Linked DNA regions of Sus scrofa: region 2 is linked to region 1. The links are chromatin contacts, called in public HiChIP or PLAC-seq maps. All regions are on one chromosome and are shown on one strand. The core of a region is the stretch at or near the end of the contact, and the rest is flanking DNA. Distances in the headings are between cores, read along the strand shown. Region 1 holds the start of ABHD17C (protein ABHD17C). Region 2 holds the start of CEMIP (cell migration-inducing and hyaluronan-binding protein).

Region 1 (7,385 bases), core at 798-3,297:
TTCTTGCTGCCTGTTGAAGTTCTCCAACCAATACTCCAAGGCACACAGCCACATTCATTGCGGGTATTGTGTTAGAGGTGTGTTCAGATGTTGAACCCCTTCAGCCTGGGGAGGCTGAGTCCCAGGCAGCGGCGTCTCAGGGGGCCACACAAACTTGACCATGACTACATGGGGCCTGAGGTGAGAAAGGTTCGGTTGCTCTGCTCTGCGGCACAGATAAAAATTTGGTTTTAGGTGAAACTTTATCAGGTGTGAATAACTTTAAAAGAGCCTTCAAATACATAGTCTGAACAGGCTTTGCCAACCAGATTTTCTTTAGACAGGCTTTTCCTCTTTTTGTCTTTTCTAGGGCCGCACTGGAAGCATACGGAGGTTCCCAGGCTAGGGGTCTAATCAGAACTACAGTCACCGGCCACAGCAACACGGGATCTGAGCTGGGTCTGTGACCTACACCATAGCTCATGGCAATGCTGGATCCTTAACCCACTGAGAGAGGCCAGGGATCGAACCTGCATCCTCACGGAACCCAGTTGGATTCATTTCTGCTAACGCCACAACAGGAACTCCCAAGAAATAATCTTTTAAAACTCTGTCCTGAAGGTCATTGAAATTGGTGTGGGCAAAGTGATTTAGATGAGGGGGCTCAAAAACACTCCTTCCACAGAAGCCACAATAAAAGTTTAAATTCTCCTCAGGACATCTGTGGGTTAAAACAACAGACCCGAGAGTGGCGATGCTGCCAACTTCCGTGTCTCTAGCTGCCCTGCTGGCAGTCCCGGAAGGGTATCTCCTGTCAATTCCTGAAAGGGAATTCAGCTGCCAAGCTGGGAGGGGAAGAGGAAGTATGGAAGGCTCTGTGAAACTGGCACCAGAGTATGGTCACAGTTTCAAGGCATTGAGAGAAAATATTTGGTGGGTGGGGGAACTTTGCTTAAAGGTGAGTGCCAAGATGACAATGGATTTAAATCATTTTAAGAATTCTTTCCTGATTAAGACCATTAAAAATTTTGGACTGGAAACAAGTCTAGAGAAACCAGCACTCTAAAGGACACTTAGTTACTACGAGAAAGTCTATTGCACGTGGGACTAGAAATGACAACTGCAATGCAGGGTATGTTGCTAAATACAGTGTGGCCCTGTTATAACAGGTGACTTTTAGAGACACAGGGATTTACTAAAGGCCCAGTCATGCCCTAGGAAAGTAATGCCGTGGCTGTATATGCAGCAACAGCCTCCTATAAGGGCTTCACCCTACACCACCAGGACCCCTATGGTCCTGAGACTCTGGGAAGAGGCAGCTCAGAAAGCATCATGGGCTCAAAGGGTCAGATATTTCAGGTTCATTCCAACTCTCTTCCACTTAGGACTTCCTGTGGCTCACAACATAGGAACCAACTCTCTTCCACTCGTTCATTTTGCAATAGATTCCCAAGAACCTCCAAGCAGGAAAAAACTTGCATTTGGGGAAGGGAATCCCAGTGGGGAGGGGAGAGTGGGACAAAGTCCGATCCAGGAGAATACCTGGGCCAATTACACGGTCCCCTTTGGCGTTCGGCCCTCCTGCCCCCCATGCCGAAGCTGGGGCACCCCGCTCCTCCCGGCCCCTGTGGATCCCAGGCCGTGCTTCCCAGAGGGGTGAAGGTGTCCGTGCCCCCTCCAGGGCCCCGTCCGGGGATCAGCCCACCTGCCCCTCAAGCAGACACCTAAGCCCGCTGCTCGGGGCCTCTATCTGTCCCAGGAGAGGACGCGCTTCCCAGGCCAGTGCAGGTGCCCGCGCCCTCGCTCCCAGAGTCCGGGGAGCCCCGCCCAGAAGCCCGTCCGGGCGCCGCGTCCCGGTGGGGCCGCCGCGCGCTGTAACCCGGAAGTGGCGGCGGCAGCGGGCGTGCGGGAGCTGGGGGCGGGGGGCCGCGCGCTCGAACCGGCATGGCCGCCGCCGCCGCCGGCTTTGTGTGCCGCGCGCGGGCCCGGGCCGTCCGCGCCGCGCCCGGCCCGCGGGGCCGCCGCTGACCCGCCCCGGCTCGAAGCGCCGCGCCCGCCGGGCCGGCCCCGCCTCCCCCCTCCTGCGCCTCCCCTCCCCCTCTCCCTCCTCCTGCCGCCGGGCGGGCGGGCTGCAGCCACCCTTCGCGCTCGCTCGCCCGCTCCTCGCCGCCCGCCCTCGCTCCCGAGCCAGCCAGCCTGCCTACCTGCCTGCCTGCCGGGCCGGCGGCGGCGGGCTCGAGGCCGCCCCGATGCCCGAGCCAGGCCCCAGGATGAACGGCTTCTCGCTGGGCGAGCTGTGCTGGCTCTTCTGTTGCCCGCCCTGCCCGAGCCGCATCGCCGCCAAGCTGGCCTTCCTGCCGCCCGAGCCCACCTACACGGTGCTGGCGCCCGAGCAGCGGGGCCCCGGCGCGTCTGCCCCGGCCCCGGCCGCCGCCGCCACCGCCGCTACCGCCGCGGCCCAGCCAGCGCCGCAGCAGTCCGAGGAGGGCGCGGGCGCGGGGCCCGGCGCGTGCAGCCTGCACCTGAGCGAGCGCGCCGACTGGCAGTACTCGCAGCGCGAGCTGGACGCCGTCGAGGTCTTCTTCTCGCGCACGGCCCGGGACAACCGGCTCGGCTGCATGTTCGTGCGCTGCGCGCCCTCCAGCCGCTACACGCTGCTCTTCTCGCACGGCAACGCGGTGGACCTGGGCCAGATGTGCAGCTTCTACATCGGCCTCGGCTCGCGCATCAACTGCAACATCTTCTCCTACGACTACTCGGGCTACGGCGTCAGCTCGGGCAAGCCCTCCGAAAAGAACCTCTACGCCGACATCGACGCCGCGTGGCAGGCGCTGCGCACCAGGTGGGCCCGGCGGGGGTCGCCAGGCCTGGCCTGCCGCTGCGGGGAGGCGGACTCGGGGCGGGGGGGGGGGGTCCCGTGGGCGCCTCTGCGGTGGCCTGCAGGGAGAGGGGCCCCTCCTCCGGGGCTGTGAGCGAGCAGAGAGCCCTCCTGGCCGCCGTGGATTCTCTTTTCTTCTCCATCCCTGGCTTTCTCCCACCCACTCTCCAAATCCCGCCAACCCTCTGGTTCCTGGAAAGCCCAGATTCGCAGGATTTCGCCTGCTTTGGCATGCCTGAGTGCCCCCAGCCCACTAGCTGGGTCTTTGGTGGTTCTGGTCACTGCTAGTGGCAGCATGGGGTTGTTTAAGCACCGGGCGGAAACAACTTGGTTCGCGATTAGTTTGCGTGCGCTGGCAGCCGGAGGCTGGAGGTCCTCGGGCTGAAGTGACCTTGGGCAAGGCACGGTCCAGACCCGAGTTTCGATCCTTGTAAAATCAGGGGGCGAGACAGGGTGACTTCCAAAAGACGTCCTGGCTGTACAGTGCTCTGCGGGGCGGTGTCTGGGCAGCTGTGGTGGCAGCTGGAGGGTCTGTTGGTGTCGGGGGCTGAGTAGCCTGGTACTGTGGGCAGGAAGTTAGCCGGTGGCTGTGGGCCTGACATCTTCCATTGAGCCTCAGTAACAGCCCAGGGTGAGTTCAAATTTATGTTATAGGGTTTGGGGACTCTCTTGACCTTGAGTTAGCATTCACAGAAGGACTGGAAAAGTATTGCGGGAGCGTCTTTTATGCGCACGGCACAAATTGGGGGGCGTGGTTTCAGAGCTAGACCTAGAGAGACCTGCAAGCAAAACGTGAGCTTTAGTCTCAAGTTAGACTGAAGTCTGGTAAGTGGGCGCGTCACTCACCTGTTTGTGCTCCTGTTTGGGTATCTATGACTTTGCCCCAATACCTCATAGCAGTGATGGGGAAGATAGCCTGAGATCATGTCTGAAATGACATCTGATTGCTTCAGATGAGAGGCTCCCTAGAGTTAAGTATAGCTGGCACTGTTAGGGCTCTTGACACTGCCAGTCTCTATCTAAAATGTGTTTGCTTGGCTTATGCCGACAGCCAGCATTAGTGATTTGTCTTGATTCCTGTTCATTCATATGGTCATAAATTCCCCTGTGCCTTTCTGGGAAAATGGCTTGTCCAACAGGGAAGTTCTCAGGATTTAGTACGTTGCTTATTCATGTTCTGAAGTCCTGAAGGACTTCATTTGGATGATAGCTTTTCAAAAGTGATTTAGGCTGATGAAAATATACCCTACACAGATACACTGAGTCGATCTACAAGTAGTTAAAAGCCACGTGTTCCAGTAAAGGGTTTCAAAAGTATGTGTGTCACACACAGTCAATAGATTGCTAGAATTTGCTGTTGGTAAACGTATTAAAAATAAAGGTTGGCATTAGATCTCTTTAAGGTGAAATTGTTAAAATCCTGCCTTGAGTAGATTTTATGGTAAAATTTCTGTAGAACACTGTTCTGATACATGCGTGTCTGGATTAGAATGAAAGCCTTTCAGATGGCAGGCTAACCCTTTGCCCCGAATATGCAGGTTTGTCTGTGTAACAGCAGATGTGGGCTGGAGTCTTTTCTCATATTTAATTTAATTATGGCTGTTGCTTTGGATAAGGTTACTTTTGAATTATGTGATGGTACACCTAATTTTTGCCCAGAATTTATCTACGTTTAGGCCAGGACGCTTGCCTAGATTGATTTACTCACCTGTAAAATAGATTAGAACTTAAAGGCTTGTCCTGTGCTTTTCAAACTTTTTTTGACTGTGACCCCACAATAAGAAACATATTTTAGATCTTGATCAAGCATACACATCTGTGTCTATGTAAATGAAGCAAATGTCTCACAAAACAATATCCACCCCCCCCACACACCGTGGGCAATACACATGGCAGTCTCTGTTTTTTTTAATATCTTTAAAGAAGAAGAAGAAAGGGAAAGAGAAAAAGCATGCTGGTTATGAACAATTCAGTTTATTTCCCAGCTCATTTCTGGACACTGTCCTCATCTCCCCTCATTTGACAGAGGCCTGGGGAAGAGCAGCCTAGCAAACGAGCAGTAGGTCTTTTGACTGCGAGTTTAGCACTCTTTCTACCACACCATGCGGTCCCATTTATCAGCTTTTTTAGAAATGCATTTATGTGTCTCAGTTATTCTTTTTTTTTTTTTTTTTTTTTTTTTGTCTTTTTGCTATTTCTTGGGCCGCTCCCATGGCTTATGGAGGTTCCCAGGCTAGGGGTCAAATCGGAGCTATAGCCACCGGCCTAAGCGCCAGAGCCACAGCAACGCAGGATCCGAGCCACATCTACAACCTACACCACAGCTCACGGCAACACCAGATCGTTAACCCACTGAGCAAGGGCAGGGATCGAACCCGCAACCTCATGGTTCCTAGTCGGATTCGTTAACCCGTGTCTTAGTTACTCTAATGGCTTAGGAGTTACTCATCTCTGAAGCTAGGCAGTCCCATAACCGCCTTCCTTCAGCCTTCCATGGTCTCTGTTTTTCTGCTCTAGTCTTGCCTGCAACACGCCGTCTTCTCTGCCCATTTAGAGCTCCCTTCAGATCATTGCCAGGGCAGCCATGCCCCCTACCACATGTGCCGATTCTTCTGTGGTGGCTGGCTCAGATCCCCTTTCCCACCTCCAGCCTCTCCAGCTTTCTTGAGGCTCTTCCTCTTTTCTAATCTCCTGATGAACCACACTGCTCAGGACACTGAGTGGAGAGCCCACCGTCCTAAATTGTCCCTATCTCTTTACTTACGTTATTCCTCCAAGAGGATAGTAAGGTGTGTGTGTCAGTGCTGGGCATCCCCCGGAATACCCAGCCCAATGCTTGCCCACCCTCGTCATGCTTACACCTGGCCTTGTGTATGTGCCCTTTTCCTATGCCCGGAACTCTTGATCTTGCTGGATCCTGACTGGGTTCTGAGACCCTGGATGTTCCTGTGTACTCAGCCCCTTTACCTGCACTTAGCATGCTGTTGCTCTCCTGTTGTGCAGCTGCATCCCACTAAGTAGAAAGGTCCTTGAGGACAAGGACCCCCTGTCTTCTGTATTCCCAGGAACTGGCAACGTGTCTTAAAAGAATGGGCGCTCATTAAATCTTTGTTCAATGGGTTGCACCTCTGGGTGCCCCATCAATGAAAGAGATAGATTCAAGTTTTCCTAAGTTGGATTCTTGCAAAGAGTTGCATCTCTTTTACCTCTGGAGTTTGAAATCTGCAGGTATGATCATAGGCAAAGAAAAGGTTTCCAATGTATTGGCTTGCGGCCTGATCTACTTTGTATCTATTATTTGCCCATGTTTGCAATCTGGAAGTATCTATTGAACAGAAGAGTAACAATAACCTCTTGTATTTCTCTCCATCCTTTCTTCCTTGCCTATCTGTGCCAGTTCCTGTGCCCGCCCCCTTGAGCTGGCCAGTCCTTGATGGAGGACTTCAATCACAAATATTACCCGTATTTCCCAGCAGCAGAGTGGCCTTTAGGAAGGAAAGGTGGTCATTGCTCTTTGGCCTATAGATGATTATTTGAAGCTTTTGAAAAAGGACTGGAAAAGGTAGAGAAGAGAGAGAGGAATTTGAAAGCCAGGGAGAGTGGCTGAGGCGTGGAAGAAGTAAGTTTGGTGTCTAAATAGTTTTAAGCGACTGTAGCAAAGTGCTACAGACTGGGTGGGTGACTTATGAACAACAACAAACTTTCTCAGTTCTGGAGGCTGGAAGTCTGAGATCAGGGTGCCAGCATGGTCTGGCCCCGATGAGAACACTCTTCCTGGCTGTAGTCTGCTGACTTCTCCTTGTAACCTCACGTGGTGGAAGGGCCGACAGGGTTTTTTTTCTAGGTTGCTAATCCCATTCATATGGGCTCCACTTTCATGACCTAGTCACTGTCCAAAAGGCCCACCTCCTAATAACATCACCCTGTGGGTTAGGTTTCAATGTATGAATTTGGGGAAACACACACACCTACCCCCCCCACACACACACACACTTCAGCCTACCAGCACTTGGTATTGGACCAGTGAGAGAGCCAGCTGAGAATCTAAGCATCATGGAGAGCTTGAAGGTTAGGCAGGTTTGACATTTGAGTTACTTAATACACTTTTATCAGCAGGCTGTGAATCCACGCAATTGAGGGAATGAATTGGAATCACTTAGAAATATTTGTCAGAAAGACACTGTGAAGGTCAGGGTAGCCTTACTGGAGGGGAGTGCAGTGATTTGAGCTGGGGGTGTGGTTACTCTGTGTAGAAAAGCCCACCTGCTGGTGAAGGTGGGTGTAGGCAGGTTGAGCCTCCTTCTGGGGTCCTCCGGGATGTGTGCAGTTAGGACTACAGGACTACAGAAGTGGGACCTGTGATGCAAGAGAGAGTGAATCAAGCTGATCTGAAGGTATAAACCCAAATAGGCAGGTAACCCAGAGCATGGGTGTACATCAGGCAGGGAGAATTTTAGTTGAAACATTTTAATCTCGAGCAGCAGGAGAGTGGAGGCATTCATGAGGTCATAGGTTACTAGTGTTTGCC
Region 2 (7,383 bases), core at 3,449-5,948, 82 kb after region 1:
GTCATAGACGCAGCTTGGATCTAGTGTTGCTTCGACTCTGATTTGACCCCTAGCCCCGGAACTTCCATGTGCTGCAGGTGCAGCCTTATAATGTAAACACCTCCTACATGTCAACTCTATGCTGGATACTGTAGGAGCCACTGTAGGTGAACTTTGGAGACTGACCCCATTCTCCTAGAAGGTGCACGCTGGTGGAGGAGAAGGATTTTGAGCTAAACATTGAACTACTTGTGGAATACATACATACCTGTATGAATTTGTACAGCTGTATATGTAACTTATACATGGAAAAACACTTGATCATATATGATGAGTTCCTAGAGATGATCTGTGAGTAGAAGTGATATTTTTCCTTTGTGCTTTTCTATGTTTTACTGAGCTTTTTGTAATGTAATACATTATGTTTGCAATTAGGTGATTTCGCCTTTGCTCACTTTCCGAAATTTCCAAGTATGGGTTCTTTTGCAAAGAACACAAACAATTTTTGCATTTGCAAAAAAGAACCATGTGCTATGGAAATACCATGTGCACACAGACAAGTTTACAAGTATTTGAGAGAGGAAAAAACACAGGAAAGAATGTTCTTTCTGTATGGTGATGACATTGCAGGAGGAGATGTAGAAATCCATTTTCAGAGCTCCTGACGGCTTGGCCAGTGTTCCTTGATTTCCCAGCCCAAATTCCAATGCATACCTCCACTCACCAGAAAAGTGAGGACTTGTCTCTTCTCAGCTGGGCAACCTCATCTGCAACCAGCAAAACAGGAACTGAGCAGTTATGAGTCCTGGAAATTTGGCTCAAGGGCAGGAGGCTGGGAATTTCCCTTTTTAGATGCCAGCTTCAGGCTCTGTGTCCAAGGGCGACCCCTGTTGGTGGAATTTAAATATTAGAATTGGGATGCCTGAGATTTCATATTTTTTTTGGAGGAGGGGGAGACGGGAAGCCTGGAAGCCAACAGCTACTCTCCTTACCCCAGCTGCTTCCCAACTCTCCATGTCCCCCTCGGCTCAGGTTTGCCTGGAAAAACCAGGTCTGGGGCTTGGAGGATGAAGTCACAGGTGTAGACAGCATTTAAACGTCTCGCAGGCAGGCAGGCTGCCATGGGGGCAGAGGGCTGGCTTTGTTGGCCAGAGGGTAGAACGTGGTGACTCTCCCTCCAAGCGGTGGATTTGGGTCCTGCCAGCAGACTGAAAATGCCAGACTTGGGGAGCTTGTGGGACCAGTGAGTGGGCAGGCCATTCGATGGCACTGATGTGACTGAGGAGGCTGCACCTCACCTGGAGGCAAATGCACCTGGAGGAAGGGCAGGCTTTCTGGGTGGGATCACAGCATTTCAGAACATTTCTTTTGGAATTCCCGTTGTGGCACAGCAGAAACAAACTCCACTTGTATCCAGGAGGATGCGGGTTTGATCCCTGGCCTTGCTCAGTGGGTCGGTGATCTGGCATTGCCATGAGCTGTGGTGTAGGTCACAGATGTGGCTTGGATCCTGCATTGTTGTGGCTGTGGCGTAGGCTGGCAGCTGTAGCTCCAAGTTGACCCCTAGCCTGGGAACTTCCATATGCCTTGGGTGCAGCAAAAAAAAAAAAAAAAATTCTCCTCTCTCTGGAGTCTGTCTGCTAGGGAATTCAGACAAAAACCAGGAAACCAACACAGCCTTTCTTGACCAGAGCCTGTCTCTGCATGTATAAGAGCAAGACCTTGAATTGAGGGGAGTGCAGGTAGTAATTATGCCAGAGGCGTGCTTCCAACATTCATCTAAAAAAAGAACTGCCTGCAGACCCCGTCCGTTACTGAGTGCTGAGTGGAAGTGCTGAACGGAGCTCTGGCTGAAGAATCTGCTTTTAGACACGCGGAGCGCGTTTGTAATTCATCAGCATTGCTCCATCCTCCCTGGGGCACTGGTCTGTGATGGAGAAAACTGGACCCCAAGGAATGTGCTGGACATTTCTGTGCTTTGAGAAAACATGACTAAGCACTTCTCAGAACCCATCACCAGACAAGAGTCCTCCTTCCCTGTTTCGCCTCGCAGATGCCTGTGGCACAGGCGTCTCACCAGAGACTTTATGCCACGCAGAGCCCAGATCTACTCTCTCCTGAGGGAAGAGGGGAAAATCTTGCTCGTGGCTCTCATCGCTCTGCACAGCTCTAAGCAACGCCGATTCAGGCTAACCTTCCTCCATTTGGGCCAAATGCTCAGCATCCTCCAAATGTTTACGGGTCCTGGTATCTGGGGGGGGTCCTATGAAGAAAGAAAAGAAACCAGGAATTAGGGTAGGGCTTGGAGGCCCTTGGGTGAGTTCCATCCAAATTTGCTGGAAAGGAAGGGCTGGGGAGGGAAACCTGCCATAGGTTTGTCACCTCCCTAGACGTCAAGGAAGGCTGAGAATCTGATAACGGACCTTGTCATGGTCAAGATCAGCTTTCTGGGAAAGGCCTGAAGAGAGCCGGCGTGGTTTCCCTAGTTTAGCCAGGAGATTAAGGCTTCTATCCCAATGCAGAAAACATGCACACAGACTCCAGCAGCTTCTGTCTGACTATAGCCCCAAAGCCCAGACGTAGATATATGAAGTGGCATATCCTACCTAGAATGAAGATGGCCCCCCACAAAGGTGGTTCTCACATGGCATTAGCTGGAAGGGACAAAGGAATATATAGTCTAGGAGGACTCCAGTTAACCAGGTGAGGGGCTGCATTGTAAGCTCAAAAAAAAAAAAAAAAAAAAAAAAAAGTGGAAGGGAGTACAATAGACAGAGAGGAAGAGTAGATGGCACGTTGGTGGCTGAGTTGAAAGGAGACTCCACGGGCCCTAGGGACGTGATATGGGCTCTTTCCTCTAGTACTGTTTTCTCATGCACGGGGGATATTTACCTTTTGCTGTAACCCTTGAGGACCTCGGTCTGTCCAGTTAAGAAGGTAGAGCCCTATCCTACACATGGGATGTATTCTAACTTACTGAAGACCTGCTAGGTAGCCGTATTATTGTGATCTCATATAAGTCCTACCAGTCAGTAAGGAAACATCAGAAAACCCATTTTCCTGATGAGGAAACGGATGCCCAGGGAGGTGAAGATCCTTGTACCGTCACATACCCGGAATGTCTGACTCTGTTTTCAAACCAAGGTCTCTTTGATTGAAAGCCCCTGAATTTTCCTCTTGGAGGGACTGCTAGGTCCCATTCTAGGATCTCTTTCTAAGACCGCTCTCTCCTTGTTACCAAATGCAAGTTTGTGTGCCAGGTGCACAATAAGGCCAAACAAACCAAAACGGTGGAGTTTGGGAGTTTCTGTCATGGCTCAGTGGTAATGAACACGACTAGTATCCATGAGGACCGGGTTCAATCCTGGCCTTGCTCAGTGGGGTTAAGGATCCGGCGTTGCCGTGTGCTGTGATGTAGGTTGCAGATGAGGCTGTGGCTGTTGTAGGCTGGCAGCTGTAGCTCCGATTCAACCTCTAGCCTGGGAACCTCCATATGCTGTGGGTGCGGCCCTAAAAAGACACACACACACACACACACACCTTAAAAAAAAAAAAGTTGGAATTCAGACCGGAGAAAGGTTTATTGCAGGGCCATGAAAGGAGATGTACCCTAAAACCCTCAACTCTCTGAAGGGTTTCATTCAGCAAAGTGTTTTAAAGGCAAGGTGAGGGAAAGGTTCCTGTCTTGGCACTGTGGAAACAATCTGACTAGGAACCATGAGGTTGTGGGTTCGATTCCTGACCTCGCTCAGTGGGTTAAGGATCCAGCATTGCCCTGAACTGTGGTGTAGGTTGCAGACACGGCTCAGATCTGGTGTTGCTGTGGCTGTGGTGTAGGCCGGGGGCTACAGCTCCAATTAGACCCCTAGCCTGGAAACCTCCATATGTTGCAGGTGTGGCCCTAAAAAAGACAAATAATAATAATAATAGTAATAATAAAAGTAAGTAAAGACAAGGTGAGGGAAATGTGTGCTCAATTACTGCAAGCTTCTTGGTGCAGGAATCCTTTATTCACCCAGGTCAGGTCATGATGTCCCTGTAAACGTCCAACAAGACAAATGTTATTCTCTGCTCTGCAACTTTTTATCTTCATGTGAATGCAAAAGTGTTACACCCTTAAAGGTCAGAGCCTTGAAAGTAGGTTATCCTGTATATTTCAGGCTCCAGGCAACATTCTTAATTCTAAGTAAAAGCAACAGAACACAAAGTTTAAGATAAAAGACACAGATCTAATAGGGAGACAGATTTGTTCTTCCCTGTTACCTCCTGATAAATTAAAAAAAGAAAGATTCTGAGCCTCATCTCTCCTGGATTCTACACCAGACGCCAGCCTTTTTTTTCCCCTTGATAGCCTCTTCTTCACTGGGCGCGAGTGGGGTTTTATGCTCGCACTCGGGCCACCCTCTAAGCCCTTCCAAACCGGGAGAATGGCTCTCAGCGGCCCTCGGGGACCGCTCCACCTAGTCCTGGGCTCCAGCGCCCTCACCTGGCTGCTGCCGCGCCGGGCTCCACGGGCTCGGGTCTGCGTCTCCCAGAGCGGCCGCCAGAGCCCGCCCGGCTCCGGCCGGGGCGCGGCGCCCCCGCCCCACTTGGGCAGGGGGGGAGCTTCGGCGGGGGGCGGGTCGGTAGCGCGGGCGTCAGGGGCCCCGGGGAGGAGTCAGCCCCGGGCGGCCGGCCGAAGCCACAGCTCGCTATAAAAGCCGCCGCTCCGGCGGGCGGCCGGGGAGCGCGGGCGAGCGCGGCGCGGTGCAGCCCTGCCAAGCTTGGCGAGCGCAAGCGGCACGGCGGGCGTCAGCGGCGGGACGCGTGGGGCCAGCGAGGCTGAGCGCGGCCGGAGGCTGAGACCAGCTTTCCCAGACGAACTACCATTCGGCTTGCCCACGTCCGGGGAGCTTGCTGGGCCCATCAGTGTGCTACCCGACCGCGCCGGCTGTTGCGCTCCTGGCCTACGAATCGAATCGTGGCACTGTCTCGGCTACCGACCCGGAGGTAAGGGGGCCAGGCCGGCGCGCCAGGGCTGCGCGGACTGCCCAGGCTCAGAGGTACGGGAAGTTGGGGGGTATGGCACCTCCACCGGTGATACGGAAAACGTTACTGTTACTGGCTTCTGTTTGTCCATTCTATGCTGTTCAGCCCCTCTCTCTCTGTCTGTCCTTCCACGCGTCCGTTGATGGGCTCATGCCCCTGTCACTGTCCTCTGTGGGATTTCTCTGAGATCGTGTGATCCTTTGCAAGCAGCAGGTGCTGGGGGCGCCAGTGTCTCCGGAGCGCATCCAGCGGGGGGGGGGGGGAAATCCCCGTTTTCTGTAGTTACCTCCTTCTGAATGGTTTGGGGGCAGGCATCCCGGGCAGTGTCTTGCAGAGGAGGGACTGCGCGGAGGGTCAGGTCGCGGAGTGCGGCCGACAAAGAGCCGGCTCACACTGTGCACTAGCGGGCGTACGCCTGGCAACAGGTCGGCTCCCTGCTGCTCTGCCCTCAGCACCGTCTTCCTTCTGGATTTCCCCGCTGCCTCCCGGCCCGCGCGCTCCCCAGCAGCGCTAGGCACCCAGAGTCGTGCTGGCACCACACCAAGTGAACGCAATTGAATGTTAGATAACACGAAGGCCCCTACTGATGTTTAGGCTGAGATTGCAAACTTGGCATCGTTGGAAGAGGGTTCGGGGGTCCCTGACACGGGACATCAGCTCCAAGAAAGGTCAAATTAGGTTAGAAAGAAAGGCAGGGACCTGGCGGAGCGCAGACGAAGGCCGTGGACAGGTCTCCAGTTCGCCGCTCTGGGAACCAGGGCCAGAGACATTCTGGAATGGACCCAGCGGGTTGCATGTGCTTTTGAGAAAGGAGCTCAGTGCGCCCAGGTCCTCCGCCGCAGACTCGCTTTCAGCGCTCTCAGAGACCGCCGCGGTTCCTCAAGGGTGCAACGCTACTGCCGTCCCAGGCGCGCCGCCAGGAGCCGGGTTTGAGGTCCTGAGTCCTGCTCTGTCCAGCCAACGCTGCCCACAGGTGAGAACTCCCTTTTTAAACCAACCTTTTGATGTGTGAGCCAGTGCCTGGCTGCAGGCTGGGAGCGAGCCTCTCTCTCCATTCCGGCGGTCTGGAGCGCTATCCCCGGCGCGCCCCGGGGGCGGGAGCCGGCGGCTCTGCGTGCCCAGGCGCCGCGCCACCATGGACAGCTCCCAGCCGCTTCCTCCACTCCGGATCTGTGGCCCTGGGTCTCCCGGGGAAGTCGCGCGCTTTCCTCCCAGACCCAGGGACTAGGGGCGCAGGGCAGGAGGAATGGGACCACTAGTCTGTGGGAGCTCTCGGTATCCTGTCCCGAGGCGACGAGCCACTCAGAGGATAGGGAATCTGTGGTTTGTGACCGGGTCCGAGAGCAGCCAGCAGCTGAGCTCTGTATAGGACTTCGGTATGGTGTCGCGAGGGGCTTCTCTGGCTTTTCTGCAGCACCACGAGACCCTCCAGGGTGTTATAACTCTGCGACGCGTAAGCATTGGACTGAGGCTTCGGGATGATGCCAGATCTAATTAGGGACTCCCCCCAACTGTTTTCTGCGCATGACATAGGGTCGTGTTCCGTTGTATTAAATTATTTAGTGAATATGGCACTGGGAGGCTTATTTGTTTCACAATTACAGTGACATCAGAACACGTTTATAGAGAATGTATTTGAATGCATTTGCAAAAGCAACTGTGCTGTTTTCTGATCCTAATCGTTTCCTCCCAGGTGCATACGAAGCTCTTAAAGAAGCTTCCTTTGGGTCCTCTTTAGCCCAGTAGATGATACTTCAAGTTGGTTGCTTGGAAACAGTGTGGGGAGAACCCGTAGGGGTTAACCTGTGCAAATTAACCATCTCCCTTCTCCAGTTAGAAATGACATTGGCTGGGGCTCTTTGTTATCCTCACCTAAACAGAATGTGTATCGTCCTTCATTTTAAAATTGCAGGAAATTCACAAGATCTGCTTCTGTTTGTGACTGATGAAGGCTGATGGGGAGTCAAAACAATCAAGGATCTTTATTTATTGTTACTATTATTACTATTATTATTTGGAACAGCACTTGTGACTTTCTGAAAGTCACTTAAGCACAACACGATCTACCTTGCAGAGTTGCTAATGAGAATCAAGGAGCATAATGTAAAGCGCTTATATCAGTGCTGAGCACAGAGAAAGCTCTTAAAATCGTAGTTGATTGTAGGTATATTTTAAAGACAGTAGTACACTTCTTTTGAATTATGTTCACCAGCCCTCGGCTCACTCTCCTAACCTCGTAATTGTTTGATAGGGATTCCAGCTCCACTTTGTATTCACGTTTAAGAACTTGTGGATGGAACTGATGAAAGTGCCGAAGTTGATTATAATGCTGGGGGACAAAACCTTATTCAAAGATAAATAGAAGATTTTTGCATG

What was found. HiChIP or PLAC-seq counts read pairs in DNA pulled down with a chosen protein or histone mark.
Region 2: a contact with region 1 is called in an H3K27ac HiChIP or PLAC-seq map of alveolar macrophages, with 4 times the contacts expected there. The contact joins the promoter of CEMIP here to the promoter of ABHD17C in region 1. A contact is called at or near these places in 4 of 47 Hi-C or Micro-C datasets (alveolar macrophages, embryonic fibroblasts, epiblast stem cells and 1 more) and 1 of 2 datasets of contacts at active chromatin or transcription factors (alveolar macrophages).

The regions. Positions count from the first base shown.
Region 1 is chr7:49,538,651-49,546,035 of Sscrofa11.1, forward strand. ABHD17C (protein ABHD17C) reads left to right here and starts at 2,048. Exons shown (of 3, transcript XM_003128448.4): 1 at 2,048-2,821. The coding sequence starts at 2,229.
Region 2 is chr7:49,617,836-49,625,218 of Sscrofa11.1, forward strand. It overlaps CEMIP (cell migration-inducing and hyaluronan-binding protein), which reads left to right and starts at 4,699. Exons shown (of 31, transcript XM_021098867.1): 1 at 4,699-4,968.